Linked DNA regions of Mus musculus: region 1 is linked to region 2. A link is a contact called in public promoter capture Hi-C data. All regions are on one chromosome and are shown on one strand. Each heading gives the region's core, a stretch centred on a gene start, on an enhancer-like site or on the middle of the called end of the contact. The rest is flanking DNA. Distances are from core to core; before and after follow the strand shown.

What was found. Promoter capture Hi-C pulls out the DNA fragments that hold promoters and counts their contacts.
Region 1: a contact with region 2 is called in a promoter capture Hi-C map of hippocampal neurons, with 4 times the contacts expected there. The contact joins the enhancer-like site here to the promoter of Rai1 in region 2. A contact is called at or near these places in 8 of 39 promoter capture datasets (embryonic stem cells, frontonasal cranial neural crest, hippocampal neurons and 3 more), 28 of 484 Hi-C or Micro-C datasets (the AML12 cell line, the BV-2 cell line, CD8 central memory T cells and 19 more), 16 of 115 datasets of contacts at active chromatin or transcription factors (the SCID.adh cell line, T-cell acute lymphoblastic leukemia, bone marrow-derived dendritic cells and 12 more) and 2 of 9 other capture datasets (liver and macrophages).

Annotation. Positions count from the first base shown.
Region 1 is chr11:60,394,403-60,399,372 of GRCm38.p6, forward strand. No RefSeq gene overlaps it. Among named protein-coding and RNA genes, the nearest start is that of Atpaf2, 20 kb to the right of the region's middle. Within about 2 kb of position 3,014, at least 7 of the 459 cell types and tissues checked have an H3K27ac peak or open chromatin away from gene starts, as enhancers often do. A contact at or near this core is called in cortical neurons, forebrain and hippocampal neurons, where this site is marked.
Region 2 is chr11:60,103,708-60,108,566 of GRCm38.p6, forward strand. It overlaps Rai1 (retinoic acid induced 1), which reads left to right and starts at 1,306. Exons shown (of 6, transcript NM_009021.2): 1 at 1,306-1,687.

The DNA of each region.
Region 1 (4,970 bases), core at 1,764-4,263, 290 kb after region 2:
ATGCACACGTCTGGGTGGCTGGCAGTCGGCTAGAGGCGTGGTTATGGCAGAACACTAACCTCGTGCTAGTGCTCTTCTGCTGGCTGTGGCCGTCATGAGCTGCAGGCATTATCTTTCCCAACTCTGGATGCTGAGGACCAGGGAAGCAAGAAGCTGAAGCTCCCATGCGCCCATGTGGAAGATGAGTGGAAACACACATGTGCATGTCTTCCCATCACGGTAACAGACTCCATTCGCAATCACCTTATAGAGTTTATTCTTGATCTTAGTTGCATAGGGTCCAGTCCATGATCAGTTGGTACCATCATGGCAGGCGCACACAGAGCAAAATGATCCACTTCACAGCCAAGAAGTGAGATGAAGAGGAAGGATTGGGGTGTGTGTGTGTGTGTGTCTCAGAATCTCCTTTGATAGCACATCCACAATGACCCAAAGATCTTCCATGAGGCTCTGCCACCCAATAGCAAGACCCAGGGGCATTGGCCTTTGACACACAGGCTTTTAGGGATACTGGGTGACTTCTCCTGGGGAGTCTATTTCTACCTTCCTCGGGTAGGACAACAGACCAGAGAAATACTTCCATCCAAGTCTAGCATGATGGCCAATGGGCTTAATTAGGACTACTTACAGAATGTGAGCAATCTGCTGGCAGAATCTTGCCTTCCCTCTAGCAACTGGTAACTACTTATGTACACCCCTGGGGAGGACAGCAGCCTTAATGGCTCTTGTCTCTTCCCATGAGGGAATTGTTGTTGGGCCAGACGTGTGAGGGACTCTTGCAGATGATCATAGCTGCTGATTCCCAGATGGCAATGGCTATGCCATGCCTAGAGGACAAGAGTTCCACATTCTCTGCTCTGTCGTCTGCCTCTTCTACAGTGCTCCCTGCACTTTGGTGAGGCTGACTGCTAGAGATGCATAGTTATTTTCATCCATTTAGGACTGAGCACTGGCTGCTACGCCTCAATATTTACTTGTTCTCAGTAGTTTAGGCAGGTGTGTCTCTACAGTAGCCACCACTTTAATACAAAAAGAAGCATTGCTGACTAACGCCAATCACAGCAAAAACCTCTGGGCATAAGCACAAATATTAGAAACCAATTTGAAAACCAGACTGGGGCACTGTAGTGATCTGAATATGTTTGGCTCAAGGAGTGGTACCACTTGGTGGTATGGCCTTGGAGTAGGTGTGTAACTGTGGGCATGGGCTTTCAGACCTTCTTCCTAGCTGCCTGGAAGCCAGTCTTCTTCTGTTTGTCTTCGGAATAAGGTGTAGAACTCTTGACTCTTCCTGCATAATGCTTGCCTGAACGCTGCCATGCTCCTTCCTTGATGACAGTGGACTGAACCTCTGAACCTGTAAGCCAGCCCCAGCTAAATGTTGTCTTTATAAGACTGGTCTTGGTCATGGTGTCTGCTCACAACGGTAAAACCCTAAGGCAGGCACATACCTGTAATCCCAGGAAGATCAGAAGTTCAAGGTCATATCATTAATCTTCAGTCATATAGTGAATTTAAGACAAGCCTGGGTTAGAAATACCGTCTAAATAAATAAATAAAAATAAAAAAGGACTGGAGACACAGGTAGGGTAGAGAGAAAGAGCAAGAATGAAAGACCCAGAGGGAGTGTACATATTTTGTTAGTCAAATAATATACATTTAACAAGAAAACAATAGCTTCTCCACTAAAACCTATGCCCTCCTTTAACACAGATTTTGTCCTGGCATGGGTCCCTGTACTGGCTAGTTTTGTGTCAACTTGACACAGCTGGAGTTCACAGAGAAAGGAGCTTCAGTTGAGGAAATGCCTCCATGAGATCCAACTGTAAGGCATTTTCTCAATTAGTGATCAAGGGGGAAAGGCCCCTTGTGGGTGGGATCATCTCTGGGCTGGTAGTCTTGGTTCTATAAGAGAGCAGGGTGAGCAAGCCAGGTGAAGCAAGCCAGTAAAGAACATCCCTCCATGGCCTCTGCATCAGCTCCTGCTTTCTGACCTGCTTGAGTTCCAGTCCTGACTTCCTTGGTGATGAACAGCAATGTGGAAGTGTAAGCCGAATAAACCCTTTCCTCCCCAACTTGCGTCTTGGTCATGATGTTTGTGCAGGAATAGAAACCCTGACTAAGACAGTCCCCACTGTGGAGTGGGTCTTCAATCCAAATGGAACGTAGTTTTTTGTACCCGTGTATCCTGCCACTATTGCACCTGTGGGGATCTTGCATGGATGTCATGCTGACAGCCTAAGACATGAGGCCCACAGCTGAGCAGGACCCTTGATGAGAATTCTCCCCTTGCAGCCTGCTCAGTGCTCCAGCCAGCATGAGCCAGTCGGGAAGGAGCTTCCAGTTCTGGCATGCCGCCAACAGCAGTGGGAACTGTGTATACTGTGTGTGTGCCTAAGAAACCTCCCCCACAAACAACTCGGGGAGGTAGCCCACCCCGGCCCTGGAATTCTTATTCAACAACCTTATGTCTTCTGGCTGTGCCTTCTCTTACTCACAAAGGTGCCTTCTGAGTTGACACTCTTGTATTTGGGGGTTTTGTTTGTTTGAGACAGGGTCTCACTATGTATTAGCCCTGGCTGACCTGGAACTAACTCTGTAGACCAGGCTGGCTTCAAACTCAGAGATGTTGCCTCTGCCTCCCAAGTGCTGGGATTAAAGGGCGTGCAGCATCATGTCTGGTGTTGCTCCTGTTTTGTTTTTTTCTATATAGACACAGGCTGTTGTAGGAAGTTCTCAGCCACTACACTTGGTGGCACTTGTGCCTTACCTAAGTACAAAATTCTCCACACTGTTCACAGATGTCCCCTGACCCCTGCATGGGCTGATTTCCCATGTGTGTGCCTCTTAAGTACATTTGCATGTCCTTCAGATACATTTCTAAATCTGTAAACATCTCAGAAATTAACATTATGTGGTAGATCCTTTTTATAGAGTGGGCAGGTTCTCTGAAGGCCCACCACCATCTGTTCCGAACCAGTGCCAACTGGACGAGGGAGTCAGCAGCTAAGGATACTAAAAACTTAGCTGGTCCAAAACAGCATGAAAGGGTCCCACAGTGGTGCTGTGGGAGGCACTGTGGTATTTAGCTCTCTGCCATCCATAAGCCTTCATGTCTCCTCATCCTGGGCCCAACACACCTCTCTCCAAAACAGTGAACTCAAAGGACCAAGGGGAGCAGGGCCATGCTCATCTGTTATACCAGCCTCTCCATCTGGCTTCCCAGGTCTATCACACTTTTAGCCAGCACCCTGGTGGCGTCTACCTCTCCTTAGCCATACCTGGCTACTCAAGGGCAGGGCAAACATCTCCATACCCAATATATGTTCTTGTAAGAAAGAAATGTACGCAGCTTACTTTGGGGATAGGATAGGGGAGACAGGCTCAATCTTTGCCTGTGCTGCCCAGCTGTCTTCTGAGAGCTGTTGCTCAAGCTTTAATGTCTTCTAGAGCCTCATGAGCTCAGACTTGGCAGTTTTGACTTAAAGTTCCACCTCTACGGGAGTCTTGCTGTATCAGTCAGGGCTCTCTAGAGGAATGCTTGAGTAGGGGGATGAGCAGGTATTAGAGTGGTTTACAGGCTGTAGTCCAGCTTATCTCACAATGGCTCTCTACCATCAGAAGGTCCAAGAATCCAGTAGTTGTTCAGTCCACAAGGCTGGATGATCCAACTGGTCTTCAGTATATGCTGGAATCCTGAAGAAGTAGGCTGTAATGCCAGTGAAGGAATGAACTTGCTATGAGAGCAACCAGGCAGAGAACAAGACTCCTTCTGTCCCATCCTTTATATAGGCTACTCGCAGGAGGAGTGGCCCAGGTTAAAGGTGGACCTTCCTACCTCAAAAAGCTGAATTAGCTGGATTTTACCATTTCAAATGATTTAATTAAGAAAAAGAAAAATTCCCTCACCAGGATCTCAGCATTCAGATCCCTGAGTTAGAGGCCAGCCTGGTCAACAGAGTGAGTTCCAAGGCAGCCAGAGCTACACAGAGAAACACTGTCTTGAAAAACAAAACAAAAACCACAAACCAAAGCAAACCAGTTTTTCTTTTTGAAGAACTGACAAGAGGGCTCAGTAGTTAAAAGCACTTGCTACTTTAAAGGACCATGGTTCGATTCTCAACACTAATATGGCAGCTCGCAACCATTTCTAATTCCATTTCCAGGGAATCCAATGACCTCTTCTGGCCAGTACATGGTGCACATACATACATACAAAATAGACATACACATAAAACAACAAAATTAAAATTTCCCCCCAATTCAAGTAGCTCAGAGACAGGTATCGTGATGCACACCTGTAATCCTAACACTCAGGAAGTTGAGGCAGGACAACTCCAAGTTTACGGCCAGACTCAGCTACATCATTCCAGCTACATAGCTCTATATCTGGGCTATACAGTAAGACACTATCTAAAAGGAGAAGGAGGAGGAAGAGGAGGAAATAGGAGGAGGAAGATGAAGGAGGAAGAGGAGGAGCAGCAGCAGCCATAAAGCACAAAACTTAACCATTTTTGAGAAAAATTTAAATTCCTTGTTATGTTGTTAGTAATCACTGTTAATATTTACTTCCAGAAGTATCTTTTTCTGACTAGTATTGCTCCTGAAATGCTCTTGGTGTTCTGTTTTTGACATCTCTGCACTATTAACTATTTCCATTAAGTTTTACTTTTGCTATTGATGCCTTTCATCTTTCATTAGTTCATTATTTCAGTTTAAATCTAATTAAACATTTGGTACATGTATGTAAGTTCCAAAGTCCTTAATCTTGCATAGTGTCCCAGAGTCTGGTCCCGCGCTGCTGTCACTGTTGCTTTACTAATAATCACCCTTCTAGAAATACTGGAAAAGAAAAAACGTCAAGAGTATTCCCTGATTACAATAGTTTCCTGTGCTAGACCATTGGGGCCATCATGTTAAATCATGGTTTTCCTTCCTCTGTGTTGATTTGATCTGAAGGTACTGTCTAT
Region 2 (4,859 bases), core at 56-2,555:
ATGTATAGGATGAGGCAGAAGGGGTGAAGTGTCTGTTACAAGAAGACAAAGGTGCTGAACTTAGCACAACGCTCACACTCCTGATGAAGAAACAGGACTGAAAGGGTGACTGACTCACTTGTGTCAAGTCACCTGGGGACTTGGGTGCTTTGACCTGATGAATGGCTCAGACTTCGACGAAGCAGGTAACTCATGCCACCCTGAGGAGGGGAGCAGAAGCCTTGGGGTAGCCACGGCTCATGGGGCTGTCTATAAGTTAATCGGTTCATTTACAAATCCATTCAAAATTCTTTTACTTAAAATCTGTTGGTGGCTTACTTCCCACAGCACTAAGGAGGCTGCCTTTAGGCTCTTTGTAGTCCTACAGGCCCTGACCTTGGATTAAAATTCAGCATGCTTTTTTTTTTTTTTTTTGGTTTTCCGAGACAGGGTTTCTCAGTGTAGCCCTGGCTGTCCTGGAACTCACTCTGTAGACCAGGCTGGCCTGGAACTCAGACATCCGCCTGCCTCTGCCTCCCAAGTGCTGGGATTAAAGGCGTGTGCCACCACTGCCTGGCTAACATGCCCACTTCTTATCCCATTGGGTATGTATGGCCTCCTTACACTTGTGCTTATTCATCAAGAGCACTCCTGCCTCGGGGCACCCACACTTGTCTTTTCCTCTCAAAGAATGCTCTTCCATGCGCTGCTGGTGCAGGCTCCTTCCTGCTCTTCAGCGATTTGTTCAGACAGGCCTTCTCTCACTCGCAGCTAAATCCATCACTGCACCTGCTGATTTTCTTCCTAGCACTTATTTCGCTCTAAAATTATCTTCGTTATGGACCTGATCATTGTTGGCTGTCTGAGTCTCCCCTACACAATGCCAGCTCCTTGACAGGCAGGAACCGCACTGCTTCGGTACCCAACAAGGTGCCACATGTGCCGTGACTACATTTTTTACATCTAACTTGAGGAAATTTGAAACGGATTCTCCAACCAAAGAAACAGTCACAGGTGAGGGCCACATGGTGGTGGAATGAGCGGGGGACGGGGAGAGGCCTGGCCCAAGTCTAAGTCCAAAATCCTCAGCGAGTGATGAGCAGACCATGTCCTGTGGCTGTCCCCAGGCCTTTCTCGCCGGGCTGCACCTTCAGGCCCTCTGCCAAGCCCCTGCCCCCAGACAGACATGGGGCGTGCAGTGGGGCGCGCGGGCGCCAGGGGGCGCTGTCGGGGCGCGAACGGCCCACCTGGCACCCGAGGCCACGAGCGAGAGCTGCCTGGCCGCCCGGGAACTTTTTTCCTCGCGCTCTCGCTCTCCTGCTCCCCCCGCACGTCGCCCGCCCGCCCGCCGCTCTTCCTGTGTGGAGGGGATCGCATTTCTCTCGGGCTCCCGCGGGCATCAGGCAGGCCCGGCAGGGTGCGCGGTCAGGGCCCGCTACGCGCGCCGCCGGCTCCCGGCGCCCCGGTGCCACCCCCGCTCGCGCCTGGGCTCGGACAGGCCGCTTGCAGAGCCAGGCGGTGGTGGCGGTGGTGGCGGCGGTGGCCAGGGTAGCTGGCTGCCTTGTCGAGGTCCGAGGAAGGGGCCCCGCGGCCCACCCTCTTTCCCGCCCGGGCGGCCGTCGTGCCGGACACCCATGGGCGCGCGGGCCTCCGGGCCGCGAAGTCGCAGCGCCGGACGCCGGGCCCCGGAGTGACCGCGGGCTCCGAGGTGAGCGGGGAGCCCGGCGCGGGGACAAGGACCTGGGCGGGGGCGGCGCGAGGCGTGGGGACCCAGCGGGCAGGGGTCCGGGCGGGGGCCGAGCGCGCGTGGGGCGCGGACGCGGGGTCGCGCGGCCTGGCTTTGTGTGGCGCCGGCGTGAGGCCGCTGGTGGCCGTGTAGGAGCTGCATGAGGGGATTCTGGAGAGTCGGTGGCCCGCCGGGCGCCGGTGCTGGGACCTGAGGCCCAGTGTCACCGAGTGTGGGGCGGGGACGTGGGGCGGTGCAGCGAGGGCCCGAGGGAGCTTTGTGAGTGCGTTCTGGGTGGGGACGGGGAGCCGGAGGCTCGGGGTGTAGCCTGCTCCCGGGTGTCCGGACTGCGAGGGCCGCTCGTGGTGACACAGGACGCGGCGGTCGCCGCGTGTCCCCGCCTGGGCCTGTGCGCAGGCCCCGCACTGACCAGGAAACGGTCCCCGCGACCCAGGAGTCCCTTCGTGGCCAGGCCCTGGGCGCACGGGCCTTTTGGGGTGACGCCACCGGCTGGAGCCCGGGACACGCGAGCTTGGTGCCCTTCCGAAAGCGGCGCGGCGGCCAGGCCCGTGGGCCCTTTCGAGGCCGAGTCCCACGCCTTTTGGAGGCAAGAAGACCTGTGGGGGGGGGATACTGGGCCGAGCGCGGCAGGGGCGAGGGCTTGGCAGGGCTGGGAGGTGACATTTGGAGCTCTGGTCACAACTGGAGGCCTTCAAGGAGGAGCAGAGGGGAAGCGAAACACAAGGCAGGCTCCAGGTCGCGGCGGCCCCAGTTTCCCGGGGCGCCCGTTTTTCCCAGCGACCAGCTAGCTAGCTCCTCTTGGGGCTCCCGGTCGCTCATTCACACAGCAGGGCGGGAGTGCAGCCAGGAGCTGTGCCTGCGTCCCGGGAACCCAGGACCTGAGGACTCTGAATGGATTAAACCCGAGCGTCTTACGCTCCGAAGGACTGGGGACGTGAGGCTGCGTGCCTGCACGGCGAGCCCAGGCCGGCGCGTCCCAGCCCCACCGCACGCACTCCCGCAGCGCTTGTGTCGCGGTTCGAGCGGGGCCCCGCGCCCCCTCCCACCCCCTTTTCCAACGGCAGTGCTGTGTTGAGAATTCAAGGGCATTACATCTGGTTGCAATCTAGTTTCATGCGGCTGCTGGGCTGTTAAGACCTCGAGCTGACGTCAGAGCAGGGGAATTACTTCTTTTTATTTTATCTTTTTTTAGTTGTCTGCTGCCCTGGGAGGGGAGGCGGGTGGAGAGTGGGGCCAGGCAAGCTGTGATGTGGAGGCGCCAGCGCGATGGGAGCCCAGATCTGGGAGCTCTGCTTCCTATCCTATCCGCCTTCTCCTCCCCCATTCTCCACACTTCTCTCAGCTCCAGCCAGGCCTGGGTTGGGGGCAGTGGAGTGGAGGCCCTTCCTGGCTGACTACACAGCTGTTTCCAGAGGTTTCTCTGGGACGTGGCCCTTGGGATCTGGAAGCTGGAGAGTAATCTAGTTTCCCACCCCTCCTCCCAACACCCCAGAGGGTATGTGGGGCCCAAGAACAAGGCATAGATACAGCCATTCTAGTCACAAGGCAGCCTCTCCCTAGAAGCCCGGCCAGGCTCTCAGCGAGAATTCCTCGGAGAGGAGAGGAGCGAGTATGGGGCGATTGAGGCCTCAGAGGCCATCTTGGGAGGGGGTAAAATGTGACCTTCCCTGACAATCAGGCATCCCTCTGACTTCTGCAGAGGGGCCTTCTGCTTCAGAAGTGTCTTTATTCCCACTGCTCCCTGAGGCCTCTGGGAGCAGGGGTAGGGTGGGTGTGGGAGTGGTATTTCTTTTAGGCCCCAAATCTAGACCATTGGTTTAAAAAACCCTACCCAAGATGAAATCCTGCTATGCACACACACACACACACACACACACACACACACACCCCTCCTGCCATGTGCAAAGTAGTTTTTAGGTCACAGTATTGTTCCTACCTACAGTACATAGCAAAAACAAAAGTTTAGTGAATAAATCTACGGCGTGTGCTTTTTCTCTTCCCGTTTATTTGATTGGAAAAATGACTAGTTGTAGCCCATTATATCTGTCTTCACAACCACCGATAGGTCACACCATATTTGAAGAAGAGGGCCTTGGAAATGGCTCTGCTATATATCCCCTCTACAAATAGTAATTGAGACCCCACAGTTGCTCTTTTCTCCTTACCCAAGTAATACATAGAGAGGTTCTCACTGAAAAAAAAATGCAAATAGCCTAAAAGCATGTGGAGTAACAGACCCTCAGCACAGGTGGCCACTGTAAAGTCATCGTATCCTCCTCCCATCGCTCACTTAATGTATGCAAGAGGCTATGTACAAAGACACAGTTTTATTTTTCCCCAAGTGAAAACATAGTCAGATCTCTAATTCTACAGCCCTGGTTTCCTTTCCCTCTGGGAGGGGAGTGAGTAAGGTGCTTCAGGGAGGACTCTGCATTGACTCCTGGCTCCACCATCTGCTGACGGAGTTGTTTACCACTCTGGGCCTCAGTGTCTCCATCTGTACAATGAGAACCCCAGTGCTGACTCTAGCTGTAGGTATCCATAGATGGTTAGGTCGGTGATTCTGAGAAAGGCCAGCTGCTGTGTCTTCCCGGCTGCCATGGCTGTCTTCTGTGGCGACGGCAGCACATACTTGTCCTTTGCTGCTTCTACCAGCTGCTTGGGCTGTGGTATGTATGTGTGTTTCCAGGGAGGAAGAGCCATGTGCATTGGCAATGATGATGCCCTCAGACCACGGTTCTTTTGGGGACAGGCTCTGGATGCCAGGCCTAGCAAATGCAGACTGTGTGAAGACCTAGTGTTTTCAAAGCCATGTCAGGGTCTAAGCAGGGTCTAACCTAGGGAACTAGGTTACTGCCCACTGCCAGGTGTGTGAGACCCAGGTAACAGCCAAGATCTTTATGGAAGAGAGGATTGTAAGCAAGTGATAGACAGGGCAGAGGTAGAGAAGGAGGAAAACGTTCCTGCTGCTCTTGGGAGCCTTTGTGTCTTGGCCACTTGACTCAGGAGAAATGGTGAAGGAGCCATTGTGCCAAGGCTTCCTTGTTGGCCTCCTTGCCATCTTTTTCTGAACTCCAGTAGCTACCTTGAAGCAAGCCTCTTTTTGATTTCTGAACAGAGGCTAGCCTGGGGT